2 separate regions of the Zea mays genome follow, and region 2 is linked to region 1. The links are chromatin contacts, called in public Hi-C maps. All regions are on one chromosome and are shown on one strand. Each heading gives the region's core, a stretch centred on a gene start, on an enhancer-like site or on the middle of the called end of the contact. The rest is flanking DNA. Distances are from core to core; before and after follow the strand shown. Region 1 holds the start of LOC100281692 (transparent testa 12 protein). Region 2 holds the start of LOC100383851.

Region 1 (6,030 bases), core at 2,822-5,321:
GAAGAAGGCGCTCTCGGGACTTTTGGCTAAAATTCACCGGACTGTCTATAATACTTTGGTCGAAAGCTCAATAGTGAAGATAACAAGAAGCAGTATAGAAGATGTCATCTCGAAGATACACTTTCACGTGGAAAAAGCCCAAAGGCAATCTATCGAATTACCCGACTAGAAGGTTAGCACTTGTGAGCTGAGGGGCTCCATCGAGGATTAGGAGGAAGCATGGACTTCTAAATACATTGGTAAAAAATACTAGAGATGTTGACGAAAAATTATATCTTTATCTCAATTAAGATTCTATATTTATATTGTGTACTTATGTCGTGTGCTTTACCTTACCGGTTTTGTTGATAAGCTACTTGATAGCATTAGGACCAATGTTGCATAACTCGCTTACGACAGAGATAGCAACATACTTAAACGATATTCTAGTAAAAGTTAATAACAATTATATTTTTTAATGAGATGAGTCGGTCAAACTTAATATAAAAAAGTGAAACGAATTATATATTGGACCGGATGGAATGTACGTAGAATTTCATCAGCCATCTGGTTCTGTCCATTCCAGGCATTTGGCCTGGTTCTGTCCATTTCAGGACATGGTGGAATTGCTACTTGATATCAAACTACGTCGACGTCTCCGCTGAGCCTGCCGAGGGGCGTCCCTAGTTCCGTACAGGTCATATCCACGTCTCGTTGTTCTTTGGTTGGGCACCAGAGAGACGAGTTGTTTCATTCTTGCGCTGACAGCAGAGGAGCCTTGCCGTCGTCCCATTTGTTTAACCTCTTCTGTGCTTCTTCAACCTGCATTGTTGCATTCGGAGAGACAGAGAGAGAGAGAGATTAGGAAATGAATGCATCTCAATACATACATGTAGAGCTGGGTGAATTGCGAAATTTAAATCTCGAAGACTTCAATGTACGCGCGCATACAGAAAACCAGATTAAGTTTATTGCGGTCTGCACCTCTTTGTTCCAGTTGGTCCTGAATGTAACCCATATCAAGATCAAGGTCTGCATCAAGGTGCCGCCGATCATACCGCTCCAAATACCCTGCAACCGTTGTATCCAGCAGCCATCGTATCAAACAAAGTGACGGAGAAGAACGCCACGCGCAGAGAGGTCGTGCGTACCGCTGCTCCTAGGTCAAAGTAGAAGCCTAGGAGGCACCCGAGCGGGATGCCGACGATGTAGTAGCAGCCGACGTTGACGTACGCGACGAACGCCTGCCATCCACACCCCACAGCGACCCCTGTCGTATCGTATTGTATTGTATTGTATTGTATGTATTCAGAGAGAATCGTCAGTGAGTCATCATGCATGGCTATGTACTGTGTGTGTATATATGAGCGATGCAGTACTCTCTCAGTATGCAATGTATATATATGATGTACTGACCAGAGAGGACGGGCTGGAGCTGGATGCCGTTGAGGATGAGCGTGAACGCCAGCAGCGGGGTGAGCCGGGAGACCGCCTGCGACACGTCCTCACCCTCGGTGAAGATGTAGCTGATGTAGTCCCGGCACAGCAGGATGACGGCGGAGACGAGGACCGACAGGACGAAGGAGAGCAGCGTCACTACCACCACGGAGAACGCCGCCGCCCTTGGGTTGCCGGCGCCGAGCTCGTTGCTCACTCTTACGCTGGAAGATAAACAACAGGGTGAAGAATTGAAGATGGACGCGCGAGTTCAGTCTTTCCTTTATTCATCAGAAGTATTTTATACAGTAGTATATTTTTTACCTGGCTGCTGCATTGAACCCAACGGAGATCATGAACACCCACCCTGAAATTGTCATGCTGGAAAGCAAGGCGCAGAGAATTAAAGTAATAATAATTTGAAGTCAGTTCTTGTCAACAATATATATTCTACAGTAATTGCAAGTCAGTTCTCTATGATATAGTTAGTGTAAATTCCCTACCAGACAGAGAGTGAGGCCAAGGCAAGCTCGGGGTCCTTGAGGAGGCCTGCGATGAGCACGAGAATCTGGAAGTACCAGGTCTCGAGGCAGAGCATGACGGCGGATGCGAGGGAGAGCCTGAAGAAGCTGGGCAGGCCGGAGAAGGCCTGCCACGAGAAGCCCCTCCAGGTGAGGCGGCAGCGGCTGCTGGTGACGATGTATGCGAACTGGGCGGCGACGATGGCCCACCAGCTGGCGCTGAGCGTGAGCGAGGCGCCGAGGAGGCCGAGGCCGAGGCGGTAGACGACGAGGTAGCTGAGGGCGAGGTGGGCGGCGAGCGCGGCGGCGGAGATGTAGGCGCTGGGCCCCATGATGCTCTGCGCCTGCATGAACTTCTGGATGGGGAAGTTGGCGGCGTACGCGAAGATCTGCGGGACCAGGCCGTACACGAAGACGGCGGCGGCCGACGCGATCTCGGGGGACTCCCCCAGCAGGACCAGGACGGGGCGGGAGAAGGCGTACAGCGCCGCCAGCGGCACCCCCGTGGCCATCAGCAGGACGGTGGAGCGCTGCAGGTAGATGCCCAGCATGTCGTACTTGTGCGCCCCGTACGCCTGCCCGCACAGCGTCTCCACCGCGCTCCCCATGCCCAGCTGCCCATTGCGATTGCAGTTGAGTCAGTCAGTGCGAACGCGTGGCGTCAGCGAGACGGAGCGGACGTCGTCGTGACGTCTTTTTTTTTCTATTTTAATTCTCCTTTTTTCCCCCGTTATTATTATATATATCATCGAGAGGAAGAGGACGAGCTAAAAGACCATGTTATTATTCGCTCGATCGCCAGCATCTCGCCATCTCCTACGCTGTGGGGACGTGGGGTGGCGTTGGCAGCTGATACCACCATCATTTGGAGCAGAGTGGGCCGGGCCGGGCCTCATGTATCCGATCCTTTTTAGTGAGGGTTCCGCGATCCGCGTAACGAAGCAAGTGTGGGCGTGTGGCTGTGCAACGGGAACATTTCCCAGCTTCACACAGAGCATGTGGCTGTCGGCCATCCGCATCTAGCATATATCTATCTGCTCCCATACCCTGATCCTGGCTGGGGTAGCACGGAACCGTTGCTGGTGCAATAATAGTGTACTGATCAGGTCGCATCAGCACGTGGTGACGCAGTGCCAGCGACGCGTGTACTTAAGAATAGTCCTGTAGAACGAAGCTAGCTAGCTAACTAGCTAGCAGCTTGACGAGTAGTATCTATCTGTATGTGCTAATTAGATTTCCCAACAGAGATCGTACCTTAATTTTTTCTTATGGATTGGTTATGTGTAGAACAAGCATATATGTAGTACTATATTTTGTTGCACTCATTTTAAAGGTAGTACGTAGCTAGGCGATGCGACCTGTAACAATAACTAATGGTACGGCATGCATATATCACATGCATGTGGGCCCGTAACTTTATCGATCATATCTTTGCATAAGATTCAAGCCATAGCTCATTCACGATGGTGATATATAGGGAGGGTGTACGTGCAAACGTTTGAGTTCATTTTTATTGCCCGGATCTAAAGCAAAGATCAATACGACACGACGGAGGACGACAAACCAAAAACCATCACTACGTACGAACTGCGGTAACGAAGAGTCAATTAAAAAGGCGTCGGCGGCGGCGGCGGCGGGCGTACCATGAGGCCGTAGGCGAAGACCTGGATGCCGGTGTTGCCGAGCGAGGCGGCGGCGAGCTCGAGCGTGCCGAGGTGGCCCGAGAAGATCTGCGTGGACATGGACATGAGGTAGTTGATCATGTACACGAGCACGGCGGGCGCGGCCAGGCGCACCAGCAGCCGCATCTCCACCGCGGACGCCGACGCCATCCGCGTCCCCCACGGCACGGACGCGTCGCCCAGGATGCTCTCCAGCTGCCCGCTCACCACCGCCTCGCCGTGGCCCGTCGACGACGCGCCCAGCAGCGGGCTCTCCAGCTTGCTCTCGCCACCGCCGCCGGCGCTGCCCATCGTGCGTGTATATATATTACGTGTATACCAAGATGGATCTGGCCGCCGCCGCGTGTATATATATGTGCCTCGTCGTTGTGGTGTACTCTAGTCTAGATATTATATAGGCTGCAGTCCTCAGCTCGCTCGCTCAGGCCTCGGATCGGAGAGGTAGCTGCTCGATCTCGGCTTCGTGGCGCCTGCGCGTCCGTTCGCGGGCACTATATAACCCCTGCTGCGACGGACGGGGCATGGGTGGAGAGGAGAGAAGAAAGACAAGTTGGATGGAATCAGCCTGAGCATGCAGACAAAAGCGCATTCATATACGGCGTAGTAGTAGTAGTATAGTACCAGCTGCGACAACATTAACAAGAAAAAAATTATTGGCATGCTAGCTAGCTGCTTGGCGACGACTGGGCGTCACTGATGATGAGCGTCCTTTTGTTTTTGGGCATCATCTCAGCTCAAAAGGTCCCTTGTGTAGTAGGAAAATAATAATAATAAAATAAAGAAAAAAGGCTGAAAAAGGTCCCGTAGAGGTACATCGAGCACCGTTTAATTATTTGGGGCGACGTACCGCCCACGGCGAGGCACTGAGTACCCCCAATCCGTTTTAGGCTAGCCGCAGTGGTCAGCTGGAAAAGCTACGCTAAATTTTTACAGTAGACAAGCTCTGCAACGGTGCACTCTATATCTCACTCTACGCTCTCTCTCCGCCTCTTCTACGCCAAATGTAGCGCTCTGCCACTGCTCTCTCCCAGCAGACGAGGTGGGCCTAGAGAACCAGTACAGTAGCAGTAGAAGGAAGCAGTACAGCAGCCGTGTGATGGAGTTGGTATAGAGTATGGTAAAAATATGATATAATAAATGGTAGTTGGTATAGAGTAGATATATAGGGTAATTGTGACCGCGGAGAATTATTGGATAGAGTAGAGAATCTCGCTGATCAGGATAGAATATTCTTTTTAAGGTAGAGAAATAGAGTAGTATGAGTGCGGATAGCCTTAGATCTGTAGATCGTTTTAGCTACTGTATATATGTGACAATAATGGAAATATTTTTAGCATCAATAGGTTTAATTTGTAGTTAAATGCGCAGTGGTATATATATGCAACATTAAATAAGATTTGTATTTTGGTAATGTGTTTGTTTGGTAGTTTATTTTAATAATTTTTTATTAGAGCAACTCCAGTAGTTCTCTAAAAGACTTTCTAAATCAATAATTTAGGTAGTTAACATAAAAACTATTCTCCAACAGTTCTCTAAATGAACTTTCTAAATTTAACAACTTGTCATCTAACCTCATTTTCTCTCTACATTTGGCAACCATTTAACAACTCCCTAAACAAAAATGTTGACTGCATTATATAGTTTTTGTGACTTATTTTTTATGTGGATAAATACAAAACAAAATTACAACATATATTTAGAGAACTATTGGAGAACTCACATTTTTTTACTCCAAAAGTCATTTAGCAACTTCTTAAATCTGTGATTTAGAGAGCTAAAATTTACATAACTATTGGAGTTGCTCTTAGTTAGATGAAATTGATCGAGAGAGAAAACCCCCTCCCTCCATTCTATGAAGAATACCACTTTTATTTTATAATATATGTATTTACAAAAATAATATTGTTGATGTATATATTTTTTTGTAAATTTACTAGCAAACACCTGGTAGCTTCATTCTATTTTATTATTATGGACCGATGAGTATATATATATTTTTAAAAATCAAGCACACGAGAGAGATAGAGCAGTTTTCACCATGCCCTTCGTCGTGACATGCATGTACAGTGTCAAGTCATAGACACTGAATATGAATATATAGGAATAGGAAAAACACAATATTAGGGTTGGCTATGAATTGCAATCCTACATGAATTGAGAACGCAAGAAAATTTCTCACTTTGCCTTTGGATGCTACGCATGACTTTAAGTAAAGAGACAAGAGCCATATGAAATTTTCCAATAGGTTGGACCTCTTATTATTTTCCTCCAAAACCTGTATAGAGGAAACCAGTGGCGGATCCAGAATTGATCCAAGAGGGGGGCTACTAAGTTAAAACTATAAAAAAAAAATTAAACCATACTACCTCGGGGAGCAACAATGGACCTTCGAAGTTGCTGTCAATGTACTT
Region 2 (5,937 bases), core at 3,022-5,521, 250 kb before region 1:
TGCCAACTTTACATCATGGTGGTATGGCACCCAATACCCTTTCCTTGCAATTGTTAATTTGTTATCTCTGTAAGGTTAGGAGGCACTGGAGGCAGCGCTTTTAGCTTATTGCAGTCCTTGATCACGACATTCTGTAGATTCCTCATTGTCTGGTCACTCCATAACCACTCATTGAGTTCTGGCATGTCATCAAGCACCAGCTCTTCTAGTGATTGGAATGGCTTCATTTGGCTGCCACTGCCATATGCCTCTGGGCCTATCTGTCTCAACATTTTCAAATGCTGCAACCAGATTGTTCGGATGGAGGGAAGCTGACCAAGTGGTGGAAGCTGCTCCCATGCATTTCAGCCACTTAGGAAAATAAGCTCAAGATTGCTTAACCATTCATTTTTAAGCCAATTAGGGGATTTGACTCCCATCCAACCCACGATGTCTAGTCTCTTCAGATTTTCGTGCGGTTGGAGAGCTTCTAGCACATCCTCTTCCTTATTTCCATTTACCTCATCTCGATCAGATGCCCACATTAGCTGCAGCACAGAGAGCTGGCGTTTCTTGCAAAGCATTGCTTCCTTTGCCTCAATTGGAGCTTCGACATTCTCAAGGTTTCTGATCTGTAGGGATCCTTGGAGTTCTAGTAGGTACCCAAGCTGAACTATACTTTGTGTTTTCTCTCTGGTAACCTTGAAAGTTGGCAACCTCTGAAGGCATTTCAGCCTGCCAATGTCTGTTATAGCTGAAATAATCTGATTAGCTGCTGTGAGATTCCGTAGATTGACCAAGTTGTTCATTCTGGAAGGCAATTTTCCAAGCCTACAACCTGATAAATTCAAAACCTGTAGGTGGTAGAGTTTGCACAAGAATTCTGGTACTGTTGCAATGGTAGTAGATGAGATATTTAGGTAGCGAAGATGCACACAATTTGATATGCTATCAGGAAATCGTCCCATCATGCACAGGATAAATCCAACACACGGAGGCTTCTTATGTTATTGAGAGCCACTGGAGGGATGGAGACATTAATTGGAGCCACTGTTCTGCTAGTAAGGAAAATGAGAGTGCGTAGATTCTTGTATGGGATTGTGTCATCAAGTGCTGAAAGTCTATCTAGATGTACTGATAGATGACGCACTGACGATGGGATTCTTGTCCTTTCATCACCTCCTATTCTGAAGCATTCTTCAGCTGCCACTGATTTTGCGAGCTCATAAATTACAGGTGGCATCACATAATAGCTGACAAATTCTTTCTTCTGTATCGTGAAGAATGACTTATTACATAGATCATTTATGTATTCTTTCCCAATGTCCTCCAATCTCCTGCAACCATCTGGGTGCACAAAACCTTGTGCTAACCACAGCAGAATCAGCTGCTCAGCTTCAAATTCCCAGTTTCTGGGGAAGATGCTGCAATATGCAAAGCATTGTTTCAGCTGTGGTGGTAGATTGTCATAGCTCGTTCGTAGAATTGGCATGATTTCCTCCCATACTGCATTTCTCTGCAAGACTTGTTTCCACTCATCTACACTGTTGTTACGTTTCAGGTGTCCAGCTACCACCTTTGCGGCAAGAGGAAGGCCACTGAGTGTCTCAGCAATTTTCCTTCCAATGTTCTCCAGTTTTGAGTCGATGGTATGTTTTGTCTCATCAAACACATAAGTCTTTATCAGGGACCAACAATCATTAACTTGCAAGGTCTCCAGATTAATTATAGAGGATGATTGTAGCATCTCTGCTACTATACTTGACCGAGTTGTCAAAAGTATCTTGCTCCCCTTTGCTCCGTCCTTCAGAGGGGCTAGCAGCTTCTGCCAGTTCTCTTGTTCTATTGCTATTGTTTTGTTGTCACTGTTCCAAACGTCATCTAAGGCAAGGAGGAAACGTTTTGAAGCAAGCCTTGCCTTCAAGGCGACTTGAAGTCTATTGAAATTTGCTATGCCACCATGCCTAAACCGACTGCTGGAAGCTGACTCCAGCATTTCTTTTGTGATTCTCAACTCGTCCAAGAGAGAAGTAACACAAATCCACATCCTCACATCAAAGCTCTCTGTTATTCTAGCGTTGCTGTACACATGCTGTGCTAGAGCAGTCTTACCTATGCCACCTACACCAACAAACAATAGAGACAACAGAAACTGGGTTCTCGACCTGAGAACTTATCAGAGCAGTTACCAGCTGTTGGGCTTCGAAGTCCCGCCCGGTGATTCTCCCGTAGGGTATTGAGCTTGTCATGGCGTTGCGATTGCTGCTTCCGATGTTCCTGGGTAGACTGAGTACTTCACTTACTCCACTTGTAACCTGCTCAATACGCTCCAACAGATTTACCATCTTATTCTTTACCCTTGCTGATCTATCCCAACATGGTTCAAGGCTAGAAGCAGCGACACCTTGGCTGTGAAACCGGGAGAGCATGAAGGCACTGATTGGGCTACTGCTCTCGTTTGCACTTGATTCTTCTACCTCATGGTGGAGACGGTTGTACTCAAGCTTGTCTAGGAGGTCCTCTGCATCATACATAACATCTCGGAGCTCTCGCATCCATGGAAGGGAGCTGTAGGAGAGTGCGGGTACCAGCTCGGCACCATGGAGAACTGACTGCGTGCGAAGCAAAGCAACACGAAGCCTGTCCAGCTCATGCTCGATGCCACAGTCGGCCGCCCATTGCCGGAGCTGGTAGGACAAGTATTTGTCGAAGATAACCTGGATGAACCAGCCACCTATAGCCAAGTAACTGGAGATATCCATATTGCCAATTACTGAGATTGATATCCTTTCTTAAGACCTATAGTCTCTCATATACTGGTGGACACCAGGTCAAAGTCTTCCAAGTCTTTGAAGGATCTTCTGCACCATATGTTAATGGGGCTACCTTTAGTTTTGAAAGGGACACATTTGTCAGCTTTATTCATATGCTGGTTCCTTTATGAACCTTAATGCACCCTTTTCAACTGACCCACATTACCTGTGGTTAGAGACTTAAATTTCTAATCCTAGACTTTGTTTGGATCTCAGGTAAGGAGCCTCTGATACACAGAAAGCATGGAGCATCTGACATCCTTTGGCTGGATTCGTGGAGTACAGTTTGTAGGAGTTTTGGTATGAAGAATAAGTCTAGATGTTTTGGGTCGAGTTTCTTCGCATCAGTTTACAGGAGATTCCAATCCTCTCTGGGTTAGCTAGGCCCATTTGGGGCCACTCGTCATTTTGTTGTCAGAGATCCTGCTGCCTTTGTTTTATCCAAATACACATGCAGGGCTGGTTTAGATATTGGAGAGCGCGCAGTATTGGTTGTCTTCAGTTTTGAAACTTTGATCGCTAAAAATGGTAGAGGGGTGATTGGGTGAAAACGAGCTGATGCGAACGGACAACCTATATCCTATCCTTGTGTATTTCAATTGGATTTGAGTTAGGATACGGATAGTTAGAAACCTGACAAATATGAATACAAGGATCAGATATATACAAATATTATTTGGCCGGACATATGCAGATATTAGATACTTGTATAATAATGTATGAATTGCTCATCATTTAATATAATCCGGTTCGAGTATAAAATAGTTACACGAGCATTGCATAATGCATAGATCAACAGAATAATATAAGAATAATATAACAATAAGTTTAAATTATACAATAGTCTAATACAATAAAAAACGTGATGTATTATAAAGTTATAGATCTCTTTGACATATATGATTTTTATATAAACTTTATCATCATCTGAGTTAATGTGAACATTATAGTTTTATAAAAATATTACACAGAAAAATGAAAATGGATACCCAAAACTTACGTATCTATAATTCCATATTCAATATAAAAATCCGGATATTTACTAAATAGTCCTCACTTCGAATTTGAAGCTGCACTATCTAGATACTATTCATACCGGTTCGCATCTGAAATATTTGTATTATCCCCAAAAATTATTAGGATTTGCACCTGTTTTGATTAATCTTCGTAATAGGAAAAGTAACTCATTGGCTAGCTATGATAGAGAAAAGCTCATTACTCTGGGTAGATAATTCTCCTCTTCTGTCTTCCATTTAATTGTACACGATGTAACTGCCTTTGTGAATCAATAAAGCTAGCCACAAGGCTTTTCCTAAAAAAACAGTATGGATACTTCCATATGCTTAAGAACATTTAACAAAACTAGAAAATCATAAACGCCGTACACAGACAGTTGACATACATGAGCAGTGTACAAATAATCAAATATGACCGAAGTATAAACCCATCCCTTGTCTCCTTTTGATGATCGGGTACAACCCGACTGAGCGACGCTAGAGTCGTGCGTCGTGTCCCCTTGGCGCGGCGCCCACCTCTGACCTCGCCACTGGAGATGCTGCTGCGCCAGAGCTGAACTAAAACCCCGGGAAATCAGGCAGCAGGCCGCCGGAGGAAATGGAGCAGCTGGTGGGAGTTCACCATCACCACCACTCGCTCTCCCCTCGGGCTCCTCGCACCCCGACCCGCCCGCAGCCGCAGCCGCAGCCGCACCCGCTCCTCCACCATCTCCCGTCCAACAGGTTCCGGGATCTCCACTCCCAGATTCACAATCACATTCACCCCGCGGTCCCCGCGGCCAGCAGGGTGCTCCGCGCCACCCCGCCCTTCTTCCTCATCCTCCTCGCCGCCGTCTACCTGCTTGCCTCCGTCACCATCTTCTCCGCCCCCACGCCGCTGCTCCGCCTCCGATTGGCCTCTCCCAGGCCGCTGATCCTCCCGAAGCCCGCGCCACCGCCGCCGCCGCCTGCGCCGGAGCTCTTTGATTTAGACGGCGGGAGTGTCCGGGTCCGCCTCACCAATGTCGGCGCCGCCGTCACCTCGTTCCTCGTCCCGGACAAGAACGGTGCGGGTTCTCTTTGGTACCTGCCTTCTGTTTGCTTGTGCTCTACAGCGGCTCTGACTCTTCTGTTTCACGATGCTCGGCTCGTCTTCCTCCCAGGGGTTCTCGCTGATGTGGTGCTCGGATTCGACTCGCTGGATCCGTACCTGGTGAGTTCTTGATGCATGCGGTTTCATTTGGAACCATTAATTAGCGCACTGGCACATTTCTTGGAGATCTCTGCGGGAGTCGAGTGAGGAGTCCGAAGGGAGATATTTTGTTGTTTTCCGACTTTTGAAAGTCAACTTGTGCATCCCAGCGCTGCATATTTTTTTGTTAGCTTGTGTAAATGCCTCTGCATGTGTGCTAGGATCCCATTTTTTGGCCCGTAGGTTACTCAGTTATCATAGCTTGAGTTCTGTAATACTCCGTATTATAGTACTAGAAGATGAGGTAGTATTTTTTAAATATTTTTTTCCTGCGAAAGTGCAGCCAAATTTACTGATCCATAGAAACCTAGAATACTGTTATTAACTACAGTATTATGATGCTATCTACCAGTAATAACAGTATTAAACCTTGTATATGTAAGCTCTGTTTTTTAATATCTCTTGTGTTCAATTAATTATACTAAAACATTTGGTTGTACCGTTGGTAACGGAGTAAACACACATTCAGGCATTACTCTCATCTTTTCTTGGTAACTTGGAGCATCCATTGTTTGGTCCAATATGCGTCAAGACTTCAACGACTGTGCTGCCATGCCAAACTACATTGAGCACTCAAAAGTGTGAAGTGTAAAAGTAAACTTAAAATATGAAGCCTCATTTGATTTAGTTTCTCCTGGGTGTTGCTTATAAGTTACAGCGCTAATACTGCATAACAGTTTATTGATTTTGCCTCCGACATCATTCTGCTATTGAGTATTGACAAGTTTTACCTCCAACTCCAAGGATCTGAACTCCAGTGCCATCTGTTACATTTCTTATATGGTTCTAGGTCATAGCATTTAATTTGAAATAACATTGAAATAAATCCAATACTCAGTCCAACACTTAATTTGTTTCAGTATTGTTCATACTGTAGCTTTCAGCATGAGTTTTTATT

Evidence for each region. Hi-C and Micro-C count contacts between places; a contact is called where the count stands out from the background.
Region 2: a contact with region 1 is called in a Hi-C map of tassel, with 2.4 times the contacts expected there. The contact joins the promoter of LOC100383851 here to the promoter of LOC100281692 in region 1. A contact is called at or near these places in 4 of 25 Hi-C or Micro-C datasets (bundle sheath, ear, endosperm and 1 more).

What each region holds. Positions count from the first base shown.
Region 1 is chr5:21,636,987-21,643,016 of Zm-B73-REFERENCE-NAM-5.0, reverse strand. It overlaps LOC100281692 (transparent testa 12 protein), which reads right to left and starts at 4,071. Exons shown (of 7, transcript NM_001371790.1): 1 at 3,581-4,071; 2 at 1,920-2,551; 3 at 1,741-1,797; 4 at 1,396-1,640; 5 at 1,131-1,249; 6 at 964-1,050; 7 at 427-801. The coding sequence starts at 3,910. The coding sequence ends at 730.
Region 2 is chr5:21,886,067-21,892,003 of Zm-B73-REFERENCE-NAM-5.0, reverse strand. It overlaps LOC100383851, which reads left to right and starts at 4,271. Exons shown (of 5, transcript NM_001176481.2): 1 at 4,271-4,854; 2 at 4,951-5,000. The coding sequence starts at 4,407. It also overlaps the pseudogene LOC103626089.